2 separate regions of the Ostrinia nubilalis genome follow, and region 1 is linked to region 2. Evidence: chromatin contacts called from public Hi-C data. All regions are on one chromosome and are shown on one strand. The core of a region is the stretch at or near the end of the contact, and the rest is flanking DNA. Distances in the headings are between cores, read along the strand shown.

What was found. A called contact is a pair of places that touch in the nucleus more often than the background predicts.
Region 1: a contact with region 2 is called in a Hi-C map of whole body, with 4 times the contacts expected there. The contact joins the promoter of LOC135074367 here to the promoter of LOC135074363 in region 2. A contact is called at or near these places in 2 of 5 Hi-C or Micro-C datasets (both in whole body).

What each region holds. Positions count from the first base shown.
Region 1 is chr9:1,634,818-1,639,510 of ilOstNubi1.1, forward strand. It overlaps LOC135074367 (inositol monophosphatase 1), which reads left to right and starts at 3,372. Exons shown (of 1, transcript XM_063968632.1): 1 at 3,372-4,511. The coding sequence starts at 3,530. The coding sequence ends at 4,348. It overlaps LOC135074379 (myosin heavy chain, non-muscle), which reads left to right. Exons shown (of 28, transcript XM_063968648.1): 28 at 1-92.
Region 2 is chr9:1,503,096-1,507,974 of ilOstNubi1.1, forward strand. LOC135074363 (protein C10-like) reads left to right here and starts at 1,520. Exons shown (of 2, transcript XM_063968623.1): 1 at 1,520-1,604; 2 at 2,704-4,879. The coding sequence starts at 2,708. The coding sequence ends at 3,772. It overlaps LOC135074792 (transmembrane channel-like protein 3), which reads right to left and starts at 202. Exons shown (of 15, transcript XM_063969172.1): 1 at 39-202.

The DNA of each region.
Region 1 (4,693 bases), core at 2,122-4,621, 130 kb after region 2:
TAACAATATTGATAATTGTAAAATTGGCCATAGGTTGTAACAAGTTATCAGTTGGTATGCCAATTAAACAATTTTTCATGATTTTTAAATAATTTGGTTTTATTTGAATGTACCCACCTAACCTACTTTTTCTTTCAGTGTCCTTATTTCCCGAAGTAGGTTTTAGAGATTGTCTAGATAATTTAGTCCGAGAGGAGACTGTATAAATGAAATAAAGGGACTCTATGCTCCTACAAAAAATTGTGCGATAAGGACACCGGGAATACATTTTTGTAAATTTTATTTAAACTGGTAAATAATTAGAGATGAATGAAACGGATAATTGTTTGGCCGGATACCGAATATTCGACATTAAGATATTTATATTTATTTATGTAGGTATTCGTCATTGGAGTGAATAGCCCAGAAATAGAAATTAGTGTTTTTTTTTAAAGGCCTTAATATGGCTTTTTTGTAACTTTTTGGACTTTAAAACAAAAGCCGTCATTATTATAAGCCATTTTATTGATATTTATCTCAAAGACAATATCCGATATCCGGCCGGATAGTGAGTTACTAGAGTGCATTACCGCAGCAAAATTTTTATAAATGTTGTGCTTTAGAGAGTCGAGAGTATAGCAGATAATTAGTCCATCGTGAGCAGAAATTTGTCCACTAATAGCAAAATTCATTCAAATTATAGTTTTAAAGTTATTAGGAAAAAACAGATTTTGCTGCGGTAACGTTCTTCTGCGTTGAGCCATTTACGAGATCTGGGACATCACAAAACATTATATGTGCATGTGGATTGAGTGATCCTTGCTTCAATCTTAACAAAAATCGAGGAAGTTTTACTTAAACATATTTTAAGTAAAACTTCCTCGAAACATTGCAATGAAGTTTAAAAATTTGTTAAACCTAAGATAAAAATGTTATGGCCAATAAATAGGAGCACTCATACCGCACGCTTTAAGAAAACGTCAACATGTTTATTTCAGAAAATATAGCCTTTCCACTTCTTTTTATAGTACTGAAAAATTGTTAAGAATATGTTAAAACTATTAACAAATTCAGAAATTCCTTGCACGTCCCGTTCCAAAGTTATGACGATTATTTAGGATCACTCACACCGCACACGGGCCGTATTTCAAAATAATGACTTTTTATTAATAAATACGTTTTATTTCTGTTGGGAAATGTGTGCAAACTGACGAGCGAATTTGTTAAAGAATAAGTGTGACAAAACTTAAAAGCTGAAGGAAGAAATTAACCTTTATTCTTTCCTCCAATATGCCGTGTGAGTGATCCTTACTTTTACCTCTATCTGCTCATATGTAGTTCGTAGGCAGACTGAGATAGTATCTAAAATTGTTAATTGTTTTTAACAATTATTTGGCATATATTTTGCTTTTATTAAGGCCATAATTTAAGAAATATCAGGCTTAGATGATTCCTAAAGGAAAATGTTGATTAGGGTACATATGATTTTTTATTTTGTGAGACTGTTCCGATTCGTCAGACGTGACAATGCAAAACCAATGCAATCTAATATGTATTAAGTGTCCTGTTTATATTTTATTCCTATTGGCTAACTAGTCTTCTAGACATTCTGTTTTACTTGACATACCTACATACTTTAGGTGTTTTGTGTCCTGTTTATATTATACTAGCTTTTGCCCACGGCTTCACCCCCGTGAAATTTAGTTTGTCATATATCGTCATAAATTTTATAGCCTATATGTTATTTTGGGTTATAAACAATAATACTGTAAAGTTTCATTAAAATCCGTTCTGCAGTTTTTTGCGTGAAAAAGTAACAAACATCCAGACATCCACACAAACTTTCGCATTTATAATATTAGTAGGATAGGATTCTATGTTAACAGACAGACAGACAGACAGACAGACAAAAATTTTACTGATTGCATTTTTGGCATCAGTATCGATCACTAATCACCCCCTGATAGTTATTTTGAAAATATATTTCATGTACAGAATTGACCTCTCTACAGATGTACCTATTATAAGTATAGATAAAACGTCCTTAGGAAAACTTCTGATGAGTCGAAACAGTCTCTCAAAATAAAAAATCATACGTACCCTAATCAACATTTTCCTTTAGGAATCATCTAAGCCTGATATTTCTTAAATTATGGCCTTAATAAAAGCAAATTATATGCCAAGTTATTGTTAAAAACGATTAACAATTTTAGATACTATCTCAGTCTGCCTACGAACTACATATGAGCAGATAGAGGTAAAAGTAAGGATCACTCACACGGCATATTGGAGGAAAGAATAAAGGTTAATTTCTTCCTTCAGCTTTTAAGTTTTGTCACACTCTTTCTTTAACAAATTCGCTCGTCAGTTTGCACACATTTCCCAACAGAAATAAAACGTATTTATTAATAAATAGTCATGATTTTGAAGAGCACTCATACGGCCCGTGTGCGGTGTGAGTGATCCTAAATAATCGCATAACTTTGGAACGGGACGTGCAAGGGATTTCGGAATTTGTTAATAGTTTTAACATATTCTTAACAATTTTTCAATACTATAAAAAGAAGTGGAAAGGCTTTATTTTCTGAAATAAACATTTTGACGTTTTCTTAATGCGTGCGGTATGAGTGCTCCTATTTATTGACCATAACATTTTTATCTCAGGTTTAACAAATTTTTAAACTTCATCGCAATGTTTTAACATATTTTAAGTAAAACTTCCTCGATTTTTGTTAAGATTGAAGCAAGGATCACTCAATCCACATGCACATCAGCAAAATTCTAAAAAACTTGAGAACCGGAACACGAACAAATTTTGCTATTCGTGGACAAATTACTACGCAACAAGAGCTATCTATCAATGTATTTGGTTCCGGGATAGAACGACTTAAAAAAAAGATTTGTCAGGGTAATGTTTGAAACGTTACCGCAGCAAAATCTGTTTTTTCCTGATAACTTTAAAACTATAATTTGAACGAATTTTGCTATTAGTGGACAAATTTCTGCTCACGATGGACTAATTATCTGCTATACTCTAGACTCTAAAGCCCAAAATTTATATAAAAATTTTGCTGGGGTAATGCACTCGAGTTACTATCCGGTATCTGGCCGAATTTAGGCCGGATATCCGGCCTACCGGATAGTTACCGGATATCCGTTTCATCTCTAGTAATATCTTTACGGTTAGAACCATAGAGGAATTGGTTAGATCTCTAAGGTAAGAACTAACTAAAGAATCAGGAATAAAAAAGTACCCAATAATGTCAGATAGAATTTGAAATGTGGTTGTTGATATCATTGCTTAACTGTACATTAAAAAAAAAACAAAGTCAAAGTTGTCAACGCGACGTATATCATACAAAATGTCAAAATTGTTAAATTGTCGTGTCGTTAGTGTCAAACACATTCGTGATGTGCGAAAATCTTGTTTGTTTTTATCCCATTTGCGAATAAAATTCCCTGGTGGAAGGTCCTCCCCTTTGAAGCAACAGGCACACCTTCGGATTTCAAATTTCATAATCAGGTACCTAAAAGACAAATTTAATTCAACATGTCGATGGTTGATACCTACTTTATGGTAGCTTTAGAGATCGTAAAGTCGGCAGGAAAACTTATAACTGAGCATGTCAAGGGATGCAAGGATTACAAATTGAAGTCGTGCGACATCGACTTGGTAACTGAAGTGGACAAAGCGGTAGAGACGACTATCTTGTCCAAATTAAAAGAGGAATTTCCTCATCACGCGTTTATCGGCGAAGAATCAGTCGCGGAAGGTGCCAGAGTGGTTCTCACTGACGAGCCGACCTGGGTCCTCGACCCTATTGACGGTACTCTTAACTTCGTCCATGGGTTTCCTCATAGCTGCATTTCTCTCGGCCTGCTCATTAACAAGGTGCCAGAGATGGGGATCATTTATAACCCAATTATGAATCAACTATTTACTGCCTTGAAGCATCAAGGAGCGTATCTTAACGATCAAATCATTCATGTGTCAAAGGTTAAGGAACTGAAGGGAGCATTAGTTGCTTTCGAAGCTGGCACAAGCCGTGATGCGGATAAAATGAAAGTTGTGCGGGAAAATTTTGATCAAATCATTTCTAAAGCTCAGGGCATGCGAGCTTTGGGTTCGGCGGCGTTGAACATGGCCATGGTAGCAATGGGAGCAGCGGATGCTAACTTTGAGTTTGGGATTCACGCCTGGGACGTAGCTGCTGGGACCATTATAGTGCGAGAGGCTGGAGGAGTGGTCATAGATCCTGCCGGTGGCCCTTTTGACATTCTGTCGCGCAGGGTGCTTTGTGCTGGTACGAAGGAGCTGGCTGAGGAGTTGTCCAAGACCTTGGTCCAGTATTACCCAGAGAGGGATTAAAGCGGGATGAAGAGTAGACAATATAATAATATTAATCAAACAATATTTAAGGGAAGTTTTAAATTTTTGATGCATTGTAATTTGAACTATGTACTTACATATTTATTCACATTCTACAGGGATTGTATGTAGTGTCAAAGTCAAAGTCAAAGTCAAAATTTCTTTATTTGTTTAGACTAATAAATAGTTCTTACAAATCGTCATATGCTCTTGGAGCCTCTACATGTCTCATAATCTTTTTACCCTACCAGCGCTTCGAGACCAACATTTGGCAAGTGCTGAGAAGAAGCGCCGCAACAAACTCAGTCACCACTGTCTGCCGGTTAATATAAATAAATAGAAATA
Region 2 (4,879 bases), core at 270-2,769:
GATCAAAGAAAAAAAAAAGAATTAAGTTTTGTACTTACTGACGACAGTTGTTTATGACTTAATTTATATATGTTTATTACAGGAAAAGAGTGATTGAGAAACGTTAAGCGACAACCAACCAAATCTAATAAAGCTGTTTTTGAAAATATACTCAGAAAAACAACAAACACTTGTGGAAATTTGAGTTTTTTGACATTAGTTAGTGACATATGTCAGACAAGTCATTTTTTTTGTAGGTTTACGGCTTTGGAGTTCTCCAATAAGCCAAGTCACTATAACAAACTCATCAAGGAAATACAGTAAGCTGAAACTCATAAAAAAGGGGGTCATTATTTATCAGCACAAAATGAATGATTAATTATTACAAATAGCGTTTAAAAACGCTATGAAAAACGCTAATACAAAAAAACTGATGACTTGTCTTTTTAATTCTTACAAGAGGAAACAGAATCGACATACTCTCTAATCTGTGAATCGAACCCTTGGCCTTGGCTCATTCATTCATTGGCTTGGCCGGGCTTGAACCTTGGCAATTGGCATATTAATCTGTCAAGTGTCAGTTGTTGTTGGTTGACAAATTGTATGGGAGTTAAAATCTTCTTTCCGTATTTTTTCACGATAAATGTGACTCATATCCTAAAAAGTGTAATAAAATCTCTATCCCATTGGCTTTGTACTATGTAAATAGTTAAAAAACTTTGTGCTGTACCAAATATAATTGTATTGCCATACTTAGTTGTCAAGTAAGAGGTTATTTCCTTTTTTGCTTCCATTATTCTATTTATAACTGCAAGACTCCCTAATCTGTGACTGCAAGGCCCTACTGTTAGCGTTGCATACACCTATAACTATTTATTACGCCTTAGTATTCCAATCGCCAACGTGTTTTAGCTGCATACTTGAACTTTGCAGACCCTAAATGTATGTGCCGATACGATGGCGTTCCCGCAAAGTTTGTCCGTGGAGCAAGTCCGTCAGATTCTGAGCGAGGTCATAGACGCGCTCGAGAGCCCGGACTACTCGCCCAAGCTGGACGAAGCTAAGGAGGCAGCAGGGAATGAGATGCTTAAGATGATGCAGATTGTGTTCCCGATTGTGGCTCAGATCGAAATGGAAACTATTAAACATCATGGCTTCAGTAATACTAGAGAAGGCGAGTCTTTAAAATATTATTTTAATTTATGCTAGAACCTTATCCACTTGAATCTCCAGCTTCTAATTAAAAAATTTAATTTGAAAGTGAACTGATTTATTTTCGAGTATTCCCATGTGAGTAGCAGTAGTAATAAATAAAATAAACTTAACGAGAATCACAGATCTTAAATAGTAAATTTTTTCATGAAGTGCATGAGTACTTACAGCTAGAAATCCTGTAAAATAAACTTAATCTTTGAATGTGATTGAAGTACTCTGCATGAGATACAATTTATTATCAACTTCAGCAATTATCAGTTTTCTTTATCTTTATAGGTTTGGTACAGTTCACACAACTGATCCGCAAGATGGAGAGCGTTGACGGCGAGGTGGCCCGACTACACAGCCAGATCCGCAGCCACTATCTGCCTCCAGTGTCAATCAGTTCTACTGTGGATACTTCACTCTAGGTAAATATTGCATTCAATATTTCTCATCTTCATCCTTGAGTTAGCTAGATGAAAGTAAGTGAAGTGCTTCTACCAATAGATGGTGCTATTTAATGGGATAGCAATCAAATAATCCGCTCCGAGATCTCTTCTAATTAATATGGCTAGGGATAGCCGATTGTAGATATAAAGGAGAGAAAAAAAAAAACAATATTTATATCCAAGGAGCATTTGTCGAGAAAGGCTCCAACTTAATTTCTAGAATGATCGACAATTTATATCAGCTGTGGTACTCTTGCCAACATATTGAAGCTTTTCAAGAAGGAGCATCCACATTTTCGCATAATTTAAAAGATATAATTATTTATTAACCATTACTCTAAAAATGATTGTGATATGTTTTTGGTAGTTTTGCCAACTACCCTCCATTTAAGATGCAATGCACTGTCACTAAAATAACAAAATAAAATGTATTGCTCTGTGCATTGTGGCATTAGTGTGTAGTCTGTAGGAGTCGGAATAATAACTTGCCTTGTAACTTGTAGCATAACCTTATCAACCGTAATATTTTATCAAATAGACAAGAAGATAAGACCGGCATATGGTGAGTCGAGGTTATGTTTAAGAATACGTAATCATTTCATCGTCATTATTTGTTGAAATTTGGTGGTCATGTCTATTTTTGTGTTGTATTATACTTTACAAGAATTTCTTGTAAGAAAAACTTTTGAATTCAATGTTACATTGGTAGCAACAAAATTACAAACTACATGACTAACAATAGGTAAATAAATATCTGGAAAAGTGGTTTAGGATTTTTATAAGTTTATATAAAACAACACAATTATAATGTGTTGTTTTCTTCTTTGTGTATTTATTTATGTATATTAAATTTTTAATTATTAGTAAATAAATAGTGTTTAATTTAAGTATGTATTGTTAATTGTATAAACTTTTAAACCCTATATGATGGATGAAGTAGTAATCCTGGTGCAAAGGCTCACTAATTGTTTAAATTGTTTTTACCTTTGGAAACTTATACTGGTTTTCTTGTTGCCTATCTTGTCATTATTATACACTGTAAAACCCTGGTTTTCCTAAATAAATAATATATTTTCAGGTCCATGTCCAGTAATGAAAAGAATCTCAAGAACGTGACAATGATGTCGTTCAAAAGGAGAAAATACAAACTTTTGCTGTGCGTGTGTGTAGTTATCAGTGTCTACTATTTGTTAGGCATAAACGATTATGTGAATGCTAGAAGAATTGAAGATGGCTTCGACTATCCTCTCAACATGGACATACAACCGCTACTGCAGGAAGTCATGGCGGGGAAGAAGCCGAGTGTTCCACCGATCAACTATTACCCATACAGGTTCCTGACTAACTCCGGAAAGTGCAATACCGTAGAGAAGCTGGATTTGTTTATAGTAATCAAATCGGCGATGGACCACTTCGGCCACAGAAACGCGGTGCGTCTAACGTATGGCCAAGAAAACTTGATTCCAGGCCGCATCGTCAAAAGTCTATTCTTTGTTGGTATAGACGAAAGCTACCCCAAATCGGAGACGCAAAAGAAAATCGACGAGGAGATGGTCCAGTTCAAGGATATCATCCAGATAGACTTCCGCGACAATTACTACAACAACACCATAAAGACTATGATGTCGTTCCGCTGGGTGTACGAACACTGCAACACGGCGGATTATTATTTATTTACCGACGACGATATGTACATATCAGTCAACAACCTGTTGGATTATGTGCACGATAAGCCAGTGCCAACCAGTACTGGACACGGTAACGAGCAATTGTACGCCGGTTATGTATTCGAGAGCACTCCGCAGCGATTTATTACGAGTAAATGGAGGGTTTCGTTGGAGGAGTACCCTTGGAGCAAATGGCCGAGCTACGTGACGGCCGGAGCTTACGTTGTGTCAAACAAATCTATGAAGACCATGTATGCTGGGAGTCTGTTCGTTAAGCACTTCAGGTTCGATGACATTTACCTGGGCATACTGGCGAAGAAGGTGGGCTTAGTGCCGCAGCACTGTCCTCGGTTTCATTTCTACAAGAAGAAGTACGATAAAGAAGGATACAGAGACGTCATAGCGTCCCACGGATATCATGACCACGACGAACTGGTTCGAGTGTGGAATGAACAGAACAACATCAGTAACAAAGGTTAACTTTAGTTTTGAACTATTGTGTATTGCTTCTGTATGTACAAGGAAAAAGATCTTGTAGAATATTGATGTTACATCATGTATTGGAAATAGTACCTTAAAATTTTGTCAGCATGATGGTCCTTTATTAATTGGTGTTATATCTTTGATGGATATTTGCAATTTAGGTTTTCTATCTCACCAAAGAATTGGATATTTTATTTAAATCTAAAGTAATTAAACAGATACATAGTATCTCAATTATTTGTAAGGGTACAATTTGAGTACCTCAAAAAATCTATTCTTTCGAGTATTTTTTGCTCAATAAAACATATTTCCACCAAGACTGAGTAAAAGAATGGTGAATGTTAGTTACATTTTCATAGTACTTCAATCATTAATACATACATTGAATGAAAGAAATGTCTGGTTGTAATCTAAAATTAATAGCATGTCTGGTAATGTAAACCTTTAGGTTAGTTTTTCTTGTAATCATTATTTAGTTTAGTTTCAAATAGTACTTTATTTATAAATCTTTACCCAGTGCACAATTAAATATTGTTATGGTATGGTAATATTTTTAATGAAAAACAAAACAGCGACGCTATGGTTATAAAGGAAAACGATTACGGGAGTTATTCGTGCTCAGGGTACTGGTATAGTATTCTTATGCTACGTCTAGCTATAATACCTAATAATGAATATCCTATATAAAGTTTTTATAATCAAATCATCATGAACAATTAATAGCAACCTACTGTTCAATTCTATTCTGTTAGATTTATTTTGCCAGGGCCAGAGGTCGTCGGTGTTGGTAGCTTGGCATCCCCCGGGGATTCTTCGCACCCCTTGCCCCACCGTTACCGTGACCGCTACCGTGGTCCGGGATAGTGGGGCCGCCGGGGACTAGGGGCCGTTTTTTTGTTTGTGCCACCATTTGGAGGGTTTTGCCCTAATCGCCACGCTTGGCAGGCGGGTTGGCGATCGCAGTTTTTTTACTTGGTTTCGCACGCAGACGCTGCTGCCCGTCCGGTGCTACAGGAGTTTGTCGCCTCTTACGACACGCCTCCTGTGGGCGGTGGGGAAAAGTATTCTTTTACGGCCGTTTATTCTTTTCAGCCAGTGGACGTC